Linked DNA regions of Mus musculus: region 1 is linked to region 2. Evidence: chromatin contacts called from public Hi-C data. All regions are on one chromosome and are shown on one strand. The core of a region is the stretch at or near the end of the contact, and the rest is flanking DNA. Distances in the headings are between cores, read along the strand shown. Region 1 overlaps Ncoa2 (nuclear receptor coactivator 2). Region 2 overlaps Ncoa2 (nuclear receptor coactivator 2).

Region 1 (5,424 bases), core at 247-2,746, 100 kb after region 2:
GTATCTTTTGGTTTTGTGTGTTACTGTTGTGCTTGTTCTTTCCAAACAGGGTTTCTCTGTGTAGCCTTGCATGTCCTGGAACTCACTTTGTAGACGAGGCTCCCTGCAAACTCAGAAACACCTGCCTCTGCTACCTGAGTGCGGGGAAAGGCCTGTCACCACTATCTGGTAAAATGTTATATCTTAAATTTCCTAAAATAACACAGTTTGGGGCCTTTATGTCTCAATTTTTTGTCAAGATTTCAGGTACAGAAAGGCTCAAGTGGCTACTAAGTTATCAAGTGTTGATAATTGGTGCCTTTCTTGGTTGAGGGAAAGGGTCTGTAGTGAACGTGGGTGTTTTAAAGCAGCAATGTAATCCCAGAACTTGGGAGGCAGAGGCAGAGGCAGGGGAATATCTGAGTTCAAGGCCAGCCTGGTCTACAGAGTGAGTTCCAGGGCTATAGAGAGAAACTCTGTGGGGGGGGGGGTGGTTTTATTTCTAAAATAACAAATCAGAATGGTAGGCTATGGTGGTACACGCCTTTGACCCCAGAAGCACTTAGGTGACAGAGACAAGAGATCTCTGAGTTCAAGGCCAGTCTGGGCTACACAAACACACTTCATCCCCACCACCTGGATGGATGGATAGATGGATGGATGGATGGATGGATGGATGGATGGATGGATAGATGGATAGATGGATGACACAATGACTGGTTTATACTTCCTAAAAATCCTCTTTTTTTATTTTATTAAAAATCATGTAACTTTACTACAATTTCCCCTTTAACACAACTTTGCAATTTCCCCTTTAACACTATATGCTTTTTGCTATGTGGGACTGTTAAAGGCAGCCTGGTTTCTGGTTGAGCTAGGTTAAAAACCCCAGAGACCCTGCAGATAATTCGGCAAGGGACGGTAGGCATTTTGCCATGCTCATAGACACTAGACTCCTAACATGAGACTGCAGCTCTCCACTCCATGGGTCTGTAGCTACATTAAAGCAATGCTGAGGAACCAAGGGGCCCTCAGTTCATCAGAAGTGGGCACACTTAGCACACATCAAGCAGAAGGTGGAAGGGATGACACCAGGGAAGTAACGCCATCTTCAGCATCCATGGTGCTGTGTCTGCACCTGGAGCCAGCATCCAGGTCCAAGCGTAAAAGCTTGTGTAAAAACTCAGCTGGCTAACTGGGGCCCAGAACTCCTGACAAATATGGGGTTTGCCCTATTTATAAAAGAGAAAACTCTGAGGCGAAAGCTAATTAATCCAAATTATAACACAATTCCCAAAGAAACGAGACATTTCTAACCCTTCTTTCAGACAACTATCAGCTCCCAGAACAAACCAAACACACTTCCAACTAATAGTGGTTGGCAAGTCCCAAAATACTTCAAAAGCTTTTGAAAGTAAAAAGCAGCTTAGTAATTCAAGCTGTTTTCAGGAATAGCATCTTTACCACTTCAGGATAGAGGCATGGCTTCTCACTTGGTGACGTAATGCCTTGAGGCTGACAGGGCTGTGGGAAGACAATAAGAGATTGTGATGTAGTCTCAAACCTCCTCCTCATTTATACATAGATGTAGACATGCAAGTATTAAGGTTTATGCAATACACACATTTCTGCTTTTAAAGGAGAATGAACTATAACAAAATAGTATGCGTTTGTTTCTAAAGATACACAAGTGTTTAAAGCAATAGCTGCAGTCTGTGCTGGCTAGATTTCAGACACTCCAGAACTTCCTGGTCCTTAAGCACATATCAGTCTCCCGCCCTCCCCCCATCATATCGGTTTTAGAATTGAGGGGGTGACTCTCCCAACAGACCACAAACATTTGGAAATACAATATACATTTCAACAGCAACAGTGTTCTCCACAAATACATAGCAAGTCCTATCTCAACAAAGCACAGCATCCCACCAAGACCCCAGGAAAACAACAGCACAGAAAACAGTACAGAGTGTGCATATGCACGGCACATTCCACCAGTGCACAATTACCGTGTTTCCTGACATGAAGGAAAATTCTATAAAATGACTGCTCTGTAAGTGAGGACACAAATCCAGAGCCACTTGAGATAGATGTAACTAAGGCATTGTTTGGAAAAAACAAAAAACAAAAAAACCACACACACTAAATGATGAAACTACCCAAAGCTCACGGCATCGAAAAGGCATGTCTGAATGTCCAAGAAATAAGACTGCACTCTGCAGACGATTATAACTGGAACACACACACACACACACACACACACACACACACACACACACACACAGAAGGACGGACGGACGGACGGATGGACGAAGGTGGAGAAGAAGGAGGAGGGAGGACACCTCTTCACTGTCAGCTTGCTTCAAGGAACACTGCTCTAAGTGGTTTTGGAACATTCTTTAATCTTTAAACAGGACACACAACAGCATCCACTACAAAATGCAATGTAATTAAAAGATGTCAAATGCATACCAACACCTTCATGCGTGGCACCGAGCCCTCTGCTGTGCAGTAGTAAACTCTCTGAACCATGGAGCCACCTCACCAGCCCACCTTTTAACTTCTGAGAATAGAGCCGTTTCCTACAGGTCAATGGCAGAGCAGAGCCTTCCTGAGTGACAGTGGCATGCCTAGCTCCAGTCACCTTGACAACCTGAGTCTTTTCCGGCATTTGCACAGTTGAAATGCATAGAAGTACATGCATTCCATACAAGTATGGGGAGCTGAAGAGGCTGCAGTGCGCTGTGGAGGACTGCACAAGTGGGTTAGGGCGAAGAACTTGAGTCTGAATTCACTGAGGAAGTAGGGAAAGAGTCCACCCCTGGAAGTTCTCGGAAAAGGTGGAGCTGTCCAAGGCCCATGTTCTAAGAGACCCTAAGAGAAATGGTGAGGAAACACCAAGGAAGCCCTGACGGTCTCCCAGTAACAGGGAGGGCCTGCACGCCAACCATGAGCAGTGAGCACACAACTTGCCCAGCCTCCTCCATGTTTGGCTTACCCTTTACCTGTGCATCATCTTGGCATCCAGCACCTCTGAGGGAAAGAAAAGATGGTAAAATCCCAACCTTTGAGCAGCATTCCAAAGAAAAGCACTCACAAACCAAACACACCATGTGTCTCAGCTCGCTGAGAGCACATGCACTGAGCATGGGTGAGCATGGTCTTTACTGTCCACACTAAACTACTAACTCTATTAACAGTTCCACTTAATATCAAAGTCACATGAGAACTGTTGGGAAAGTGGGCTAATCTAAAGGGTCAGTGTCCAGTTAGCTTGGGTCTGTATGTGAGCGATTGTAAAGAAAGCTGCCTGGAAACTGAAACTGTAAGCAAGGGCAAAGTCATCAGCAGGGTTTACTCCCCGCTCGCATGTCTGTGTGACCCAGGAAAGGACTAAAGGAGGAGAAAGCCATGAACACACACAAACCTAAGCCACATGACAAATGATCTAAACCTAAACCATAGGAGGCCACTGAACAGTGTGATACCTCCATGACAAGTGATGCTGCAATACTCCTGGGTTAAACCCACAATCTTGCCACAAGCCTCAACCAAAGCCCACAGTTGGCAGCAGAGAGCCTCCAGTGAGGAGCCAAGACTGCATGAAAACAAACAGACCTGGGTCTGACTGAGCTGGCCCACACCCTGCCTGCTGAAACAGGTCACTACTGGGGGAATATTATGCTACAAAACTAGTGAGGCTCAGAACTGTAACGTGTTGAATGGTCAGCAGAAAGCACCTGCAATAGCTAGCAGTGCATGTCCTTCCCATGGGGCATCACCCAGAGGCAGAACAGCGCCTTCACACATGGCTTCAAGGACATGCCGACTCTCGGTAAAGTCTACATGTGAACCTAGTGTCCTCTCCAAGTCAAAACACCTAAGGATAAAGGAGAGTCTTGTTAGACTGTTAGAGACTGAACTTGGTTTACAAGGACTCCGGGCTGTTTAATGAGCTGTTTTAAATACACACATCTTTACCAAGCCCTGGGTGTGCCGCAGCAAACAACTTAGCACAACTCCAAGAACCTAGACACCTTCCAACACAGTATCGAAGCTGTAAACATCTAAGAGTGAAGCTGCGGCCTGGTTTCCAGATCACTGCGAACCTACTCTCCAGCCCCAGCAACCCCAACACTAGTCATTTACCAAACGATTTGAAATCATCTTGTCAAGAGATATCTGCAGGAGGCTGGAGAGGAGGTTTTGTGGTTAAGAATACTGGCTGTTCTAGAGAACCCAAGTACAGTTCCCACCACCCACAGGGTGGCTCACAATCACCCATAATCTCCGATCCCAAGGGATCTAACACTGTCTTCTGGCCTCGGAAAGCACCAGGGAAGTGTGCGATGCATAGATTTACACGCAGGCAGACTGCTCTACACATAAACTAAATTTTTAAGAGATATCTATATCCTCATATTCACTGCAGCACTGCCCTAAAGCTACGGTGTACAATCAGCCTGAAAGACAGTGGCCTTGAACTGACAGATGCATGTACAGCACACACTCAGCCTTAAAACCAGACTATTGTTTCTGTCAGCCTGGGGCAAACTAAGTGAAACAGACCAACCACAGGAACATAAATGCTATATACAGAATCAGAAACAAGGGGACCCAGGACACTCAAAGTGAACAGTGGTTCCAGAGGCCACGGATGTAGGGAAAGGAAGATGACAGGCTCGGAGGACAAATCCCTTAGGAGGAAAACGCCTGTGGGTTGATTTGGAGAACTGTACAATATGAGGGACACAGCTACTAAACATGTGTTGACAATTTCAAAATTGTTAAGAGTAAATGTTGTATTCTCACCATAAAGCAGGTAAGGCTGTGAGGTGACGGATATCTCCATTATTTTAACAATTCTACATTGCTTTAATGACTCATAATGTCATTTGTCCCCCACCGACACAATTATAAATAGATAGTTTATCATTTATCTATAAAAATAAAAATATAAGAAGAAAAAAGAGAGAGCTAGGGGTGCAGCTTAGTGGAGAACCCCTATATGGCACATATGAAACCTGGATTCAACTATCAGCAACACACACACACACACACACACACACACACACACACACACACACACACACGGTATGAGCTGCAGGAAGATACGTATCTTACATAAAAGATAAAAGCTCCACCAGACAGACAGACATATCTGACATGAGACAGGAGACATATCACATACATAATTTATGTGAAACTACTCAGGCAACCCAAGTAGGTGCCGGAGGGGCCAGGGAAGGGACATTCATTTTCCTTCACATAGAGTTCATAGCTTTAGCAAGGCCACTCTTCCCTAATCAGGACCAACACTGCAGTTTTTCTCATGAACATGCTTTGGTTTCTGAGGCAGGTTTTCTATGAAGCCCTGTCAGGTCTGGAGACTGCAGCCCTCCTGTTCCAGCCTTTCCTAACCTTCCAGTTTCTGTGAGCTTTGAAATA
Region 2 (5,222 bases), core at 1,147-3,646:
AAAGAGGGCTGTCCCTGGCCTGGGCACAGTGAGAGTTAGTGAATTCGAAGGTTGGTGGAATGGAAAGTTATTCCCCTCTGAGCTCCACTTCAGGGTGCAGCTCAAGCCTAGAAAGCAAGGCGAGGGGCAGGGTTGAGGAGTACGGCGCAGGGTTTCCAGAGAATTGCTCTACAGAGAGACATTTGTGTGGACACGGTAAATTCCCACGCCTCTGCTCTTCTCTCAGTTCATCCTCCACTGTTAAATCTCTATCTTATTCCTTGGACTTGGGTCAGGCATGCAGCTTGGTGGTAAATGTGAGGCTCCGGGTTAGAGAAGGAGTGTGTGTGTGGGGGGGCACTTGGCTGACGGTAATGTTGGGGGATCCAGTGAGAGATGAAGCTGCAGTTGCTGTGAATGGGAACTCCGTGCCTGTTACTGACAGCTACAAGAGCAGCCCGGGCTCTCACCTGCGATCCTTCTCCCTAGCCCTTAAAAAGTTTTAATCTAAAACAAACAACATTTTCTCCCTAATGGAATAAAATACTACTACTTGAACTTAAGAGTATAAAAACTAGTATCAAAGAAAATACCTCTCAAATATGTTACCATGTGTATTAGATATTTTTGTCATCATTGAACAAAAATAACCTGACAAGGAATCAAAGTTGACCTAGCTCATGACACACAGGAAGGCAGTGTTGAGGACCACTGTAGTCTGAGGGCAGAGCCTAAGGCAGCTGGCCATGACCTAGAGTTAGGGGGCAAAGAGTGAGGGCTGGTGCTCAGACTCCTTCTCCAGTTTTTAAAATCACCTGCTAGAAAACCTAAGGTTATGGTCAGAGGAGATTCTGATCGCTTCTTTCAGTGGAGTACTATTGTTGTTTTGAGGGTCAAATAAACACATCTTAGTGATGTTTGTCATAGCCCTTGAGCAATCATTAGACTTTATGAGACATATATCTAAAGGGTATGATAGCTTTCTGATAGCAGTAAATTCATCTATTAGTAGTTCTGTGTAAAGTACACAACTTTCCTTATGACAACTCAATCAGGCAAGTACCCCTGCCACTTATAAACTCCAGGCCTGGGTGTGTAACTAACTGTTGCAGCAATATGCTCAAACAGACCATTTTACACCTTTAGGAAAAGACAGATACAAAGAACCAAGAGCAAATCAGCACACAAGTTTCTTTTTAGAAACTTATCAATCAGATAGAACACGGAACAAGGGCTAGGAGAGACTTTGGAACACTTGGATAAAAATAGGTACCATACTGGAAAACTGTTTATAATAACAAAATATGCTGTTTTCTCCTTTTAATACTCACCTGGTAAATCTTTAAAAGGAAAAAGGCAGCAGGTGATTCTAACATCACAGCCCACATAGGCAGTGGAATACAGCCCGAGGGCCTTGGAGTGGGTGAGTGGGTGGTGTGTCAAGGTAGTCCTTATTGGCCAGTAGTTCACAATGCTTCCAGGAGGGCAGAACACGTGTCATTCAGCAGAAGAGGAAAATGAAGGCTTGAGCCGTAAGGAGCCAACTTTAGTTCAGAGAAGGGAGGGATGGCTGGGCATGGGTGGCTGTGTTTCATGAATGTTAAGATTGGTTAGGTTAGATTCTAGGGGTTAGACCTGTGGACCAGTGGCAGAAGACCACCACAAGTCTCAGGCAGGCCTTCAAACAATATTCCTCTTTTCTCTTTTTTTGTTTTTTGTGTTTTTTTGAGAAACAGTTTCTCTGTGTGACCCTGACTGTCCTGGAACTTGCTCTGTAGACCAGGCTTGGCTACTTGCCTCTGCCTTCCAAGTAGTGGGATCAGAGGCGTGCACTATCGCTGCTGCTACCCCACTGTGAAAAAAGCCAATATTCTGGTGTCCCCAAATGACCAAAACTAGAGGTGTAGTGAGGACCAAAGAAACAATGTTCAGTATTAGGCTGAAGTTGTATTAGTGGAGCATGTAACTTTAAAGATCACTCGGGTGTGCAGAACCACGACAAGGCAAGCGGTGTGGAGCCTGAGAGCGTCTCCAGAAAGTCTCTGGCAGGGAAAACCCAGCTTCGCAGTCCTGTACACCTCACTGTTTGGAATGCATTTTCTAGACAATCTGTTGTAAGGTTCTTCAGTTCTGCATTGAGTTTACGTTTGGGCCACTTCTCAGTAGTAAAATAATAAAAACTAGTCAATAATAACAAGTGATACAAAATACCCAGAAACCCAGCTTTACTAAAGCAATTGTAATAAACAAAAAACTTGTCCTGAATTTTCAGTATTTGTACTTTTTCATGAAGTACTTGCCACTTCTGCCCAATATTCAGTTCGGCCTTGACATTAAATAAGAGCTGCAGAGGTAGGGAGGCAAAGCAGAGGAGGGAGGAGGAGGGAGCTGGGGGAGGGGTGAGGAGCTCTCCTCTGGGACTAACTGTATGTTAACTGGACATGTGCTGTATCTCAGACAGTGCAGCAATGAGTAAGCCATTTGTATGCAGCATATAAAAATAAGCTTTGATTCTTAGATATTTATACTTCCGTAAGTACAGCATTTCTATACTAAAACACACCATTTAATATTTTAAATTAGGCAATTTTCTCAGTGGTTATGAACTATATTTAGTTTTCTTCATCCATTAACTATAAAAATACATTGTTATAAAAATACCCTTTGGTAGAGGAACCAGTGGAAGGCTGGTACCAGATTTTCCATGATCACAACCTTATGAAATCTCATCACAACATCAGAGAAAGAGATGCTAACATTTAAATTCCAGAGTCCCTCTGTGCTTTGACTTCACATGTCCCTGCTGTGTCTTAGCCATTCCGGCCGTGTTCTTTAGATAAAGACTCTGACTTGAGAGAGTGACAGCGAAGGCACAATGCTCTCCAGAAGATTTCTGAAAAGCATAGAACAGCTATGTCACAGCTCTGCTTTACAAACGCCAAGCCCTGGCAGGACAGCCCTCCCACCAACCCTTTCTCTACCTTTGCCCACCCTTGTCCTCCTGGGTGGCTGTTCCCGATGTCCCACCCTCTCCCTCTTCCATTTGCCTGTACTCCAAAAATCTAATACCAATTAATTAGATTTCCAGTTTCAAAGCAGAGAACAAATCCTGTCTCTTCAGGGACTGTGTAAGATGAGTCATACTGCAAACGGGGGGAAATCATTAATATTAAATTCCTATTTTTCATAAGTAATTATTATTTGTGCTTTCTCTAAGAACAAAAGAAAAGGTGGGGCATTTGATCTCTAGAAATAAAACTGACTTAATGCAGGAAAAACATTTCTTTGAAGTGGATGGATTAAATTGCTCTTCGTCACTGCCATGCACGAGGAGAAGTCTGAAAGCAAAATCCCAGATTCTGGTGAGAACAGCAATAAATCAAAAATACAGCTTTGTAAAAAACAATTCATTTTAAAAGAAAACATATGAGCTATTTGGGAATTATGAAATAGTTTTATTTTTTTTTAGATTCCTCTGAGGTATATTCATTGGTCTGTGGTGGTAACTAATGCTTTTTTATATTAGTATTGTGTATTTGTTTATTAGCCAAGTGTACTGAGAACATTTAAGTGTAGTCTTTCCATAAAACACTGCCAGAATAGAGGGTCCCTCCCTTCAGAATAGAGGGATGGCAGCCTTGGCTCTGATGGGCAGTCACATGACTGCTCTACTCCAGCAGAGCAGTGGCAGCCGTCAGGCAGACAGAAACTCAAGTACCACTGGAGTACCCGTTACAGGTATGAGGTGAGGAATCATCACGGGAGAAGATGATATACACCTTCGTGTGTGCTCAATTGCGAACGCTCACTCTCTCTCTCTCTCTCTCAATAAAAAAGGCTGTAGAAGCTTACAAACATTAGCTTTAAAAAGACAGACGTCATCAACTAGGGCCCACTCTGTGACATGTTGTCTGATGACGATACTGCACAGATATTTATACATATAAAAATCCCTGTGTGCTCGAGACCAGATCCACCCTCGACTGGAAAGCCAATTAATGACTTTCACATCAGGCCAAGCATGAAGAGCACTGCCTTTAAAAAAAAAAAACTGAATCCAAGTTATTCAGAGTAGAACATTAAAATCTTTTGCTAAAATGAACCAGATACACTACACAGGTTTTATAATTAATCCCACTGCTTTAAAATGAGTAAAAGCATTCACTCAGAAACCTATCGATTTTTCAATGGGCTGATGTCAAACACAAGTCTAATCACCTGCATAGCAGACTCTAAGATCCTACCGGGAATACACGCACTGCTTCTGCCCTGCCTGCCCTGTGTTGCATGCAGTACCTGGCTGTGAAACTTGGTAGCAGTACAACCTGTACAGACCCATGAGGGACAAAGAAGTCATGGAAACAGGGACACATAGTGTCTGGCCAAGCAGCACAGGTTAAAAGTTACAAGAAAAGTTGTGCAGCATCTCAGAGGTTCTAGAAGGCAAAAGGAAAGAATCAGGCAACTGCACCCAGCTAAAATTAGCAAAGTTGCCATATGGCTCCGTGAAACCGGCAGCACATTCCTACTCATTAGGAAGCATTCTGCTAACAGAAAACACACGGCCTTCCTGAGCTCTCCAACGGGTTCATCTTTTCAACAGGATCACCTGCCCTGCGTGCGTGCGTGCACACTAAACCTGCAGCTGCACTTTGTTAGCAGTGGGAGGAGCCTAAGACCCGAGTTGCCTCCCTCACTTTTGACACTGAGCTTCTACTTAGCATATCATGACTTTCCTTCTGCACAAATCAAGCAAACTCAATCAACTTCAAGGCCATTCCCACCCTACACATATCCCCTGACTGACACCCATCATTAGAGAACTAAGCCTTGGTCTCACTTCTGTCTTAGTTAGGGTTTCTATTCTTCAATGGAACGCCATGATCAAGTGAGGGAAGCAAGGGTTTCTGTAGCTCACACTCCCACACTGTAGTCCATCACTGAAGAAAGCTAGGACAACAACTGAACTGGCAAGGAACCTGGAGGCAGGAGCTAAAGCAGAGGCCATGGAGGAGTGCTGCTTACTGGCTTACGCCCATGGCTTGCTCAGCTTTAGAACCCAGGAGCACAAGCCCAGGGATAGCACCACCCACAAGGGGCTGGACCCTCCACCATCAATCACTAATTAAGAAAATACCCTATAGTCTTGCCTACAGACCAATATTATGGAGGCATTTTCTCAAGTGTGGCTCCATCCTCTCTGATGATTAAATCTTGTGTCAAGTTGTCATAAAACTAGCCAG

The links. A called contact is a pair of places that touch in the nucleus more often than the background predicts.
Region 1: a contact with region 2 is called in a Hi-C map of cortical neurons, with 2.0 times the contacts expected there. The contact joins two enhancer-like sites. A contact is called at or near these places in 4 of 484 Hi-C or Micro-C datasets (cerebral cortex, cortical neurons and nephron progenitors), 1 of 115 datasets of contacts at active chromatin or transcription factors (the 230-238 cell line) and 3 of 9 other capture datasets (adipose tissue, embryonic stem cells and liver).

Annotation. Positions count from the first base shown.
Region 1 is chr1:13,298,220-13,303,643 of GRCm38.p6, forward strand. The region is part of intron 1 of Ncoa2 (nuclear receptor coactivator 2); the gene reads right to left. Among named protein-coding and RNA genes, the nearest start is that of Gm23169, 34 kb to the right of the region's middle. Within about 2 kb of position 1,497, at least 15 of the 459 cell types and tissues checked have an H3K27ac peak or open chromatin away from gene starts, as enhancers often do. A contact at or near this core is called in cortical neurons, where this site is marked.
Region 2 is chr1:13,192,650-13,197,871 of GRCm38.p6, forward strand. The region is part of intron 4 of Ncoa2 (nuclear receptor coactivator 2); the gene reads right to left. Among named protein-coding and RNA genes, the nearest start is that of Prdm14, 68 kb to the left of the region's middle. Within about 2 kb of position 2,397, at least 24 of the 459 cell types and tissues checked have an H3K27ac peak or open chromatin away from gene starts, as enhancers often do. A contact at or near this core is called in cortical neurons, where this site is marked.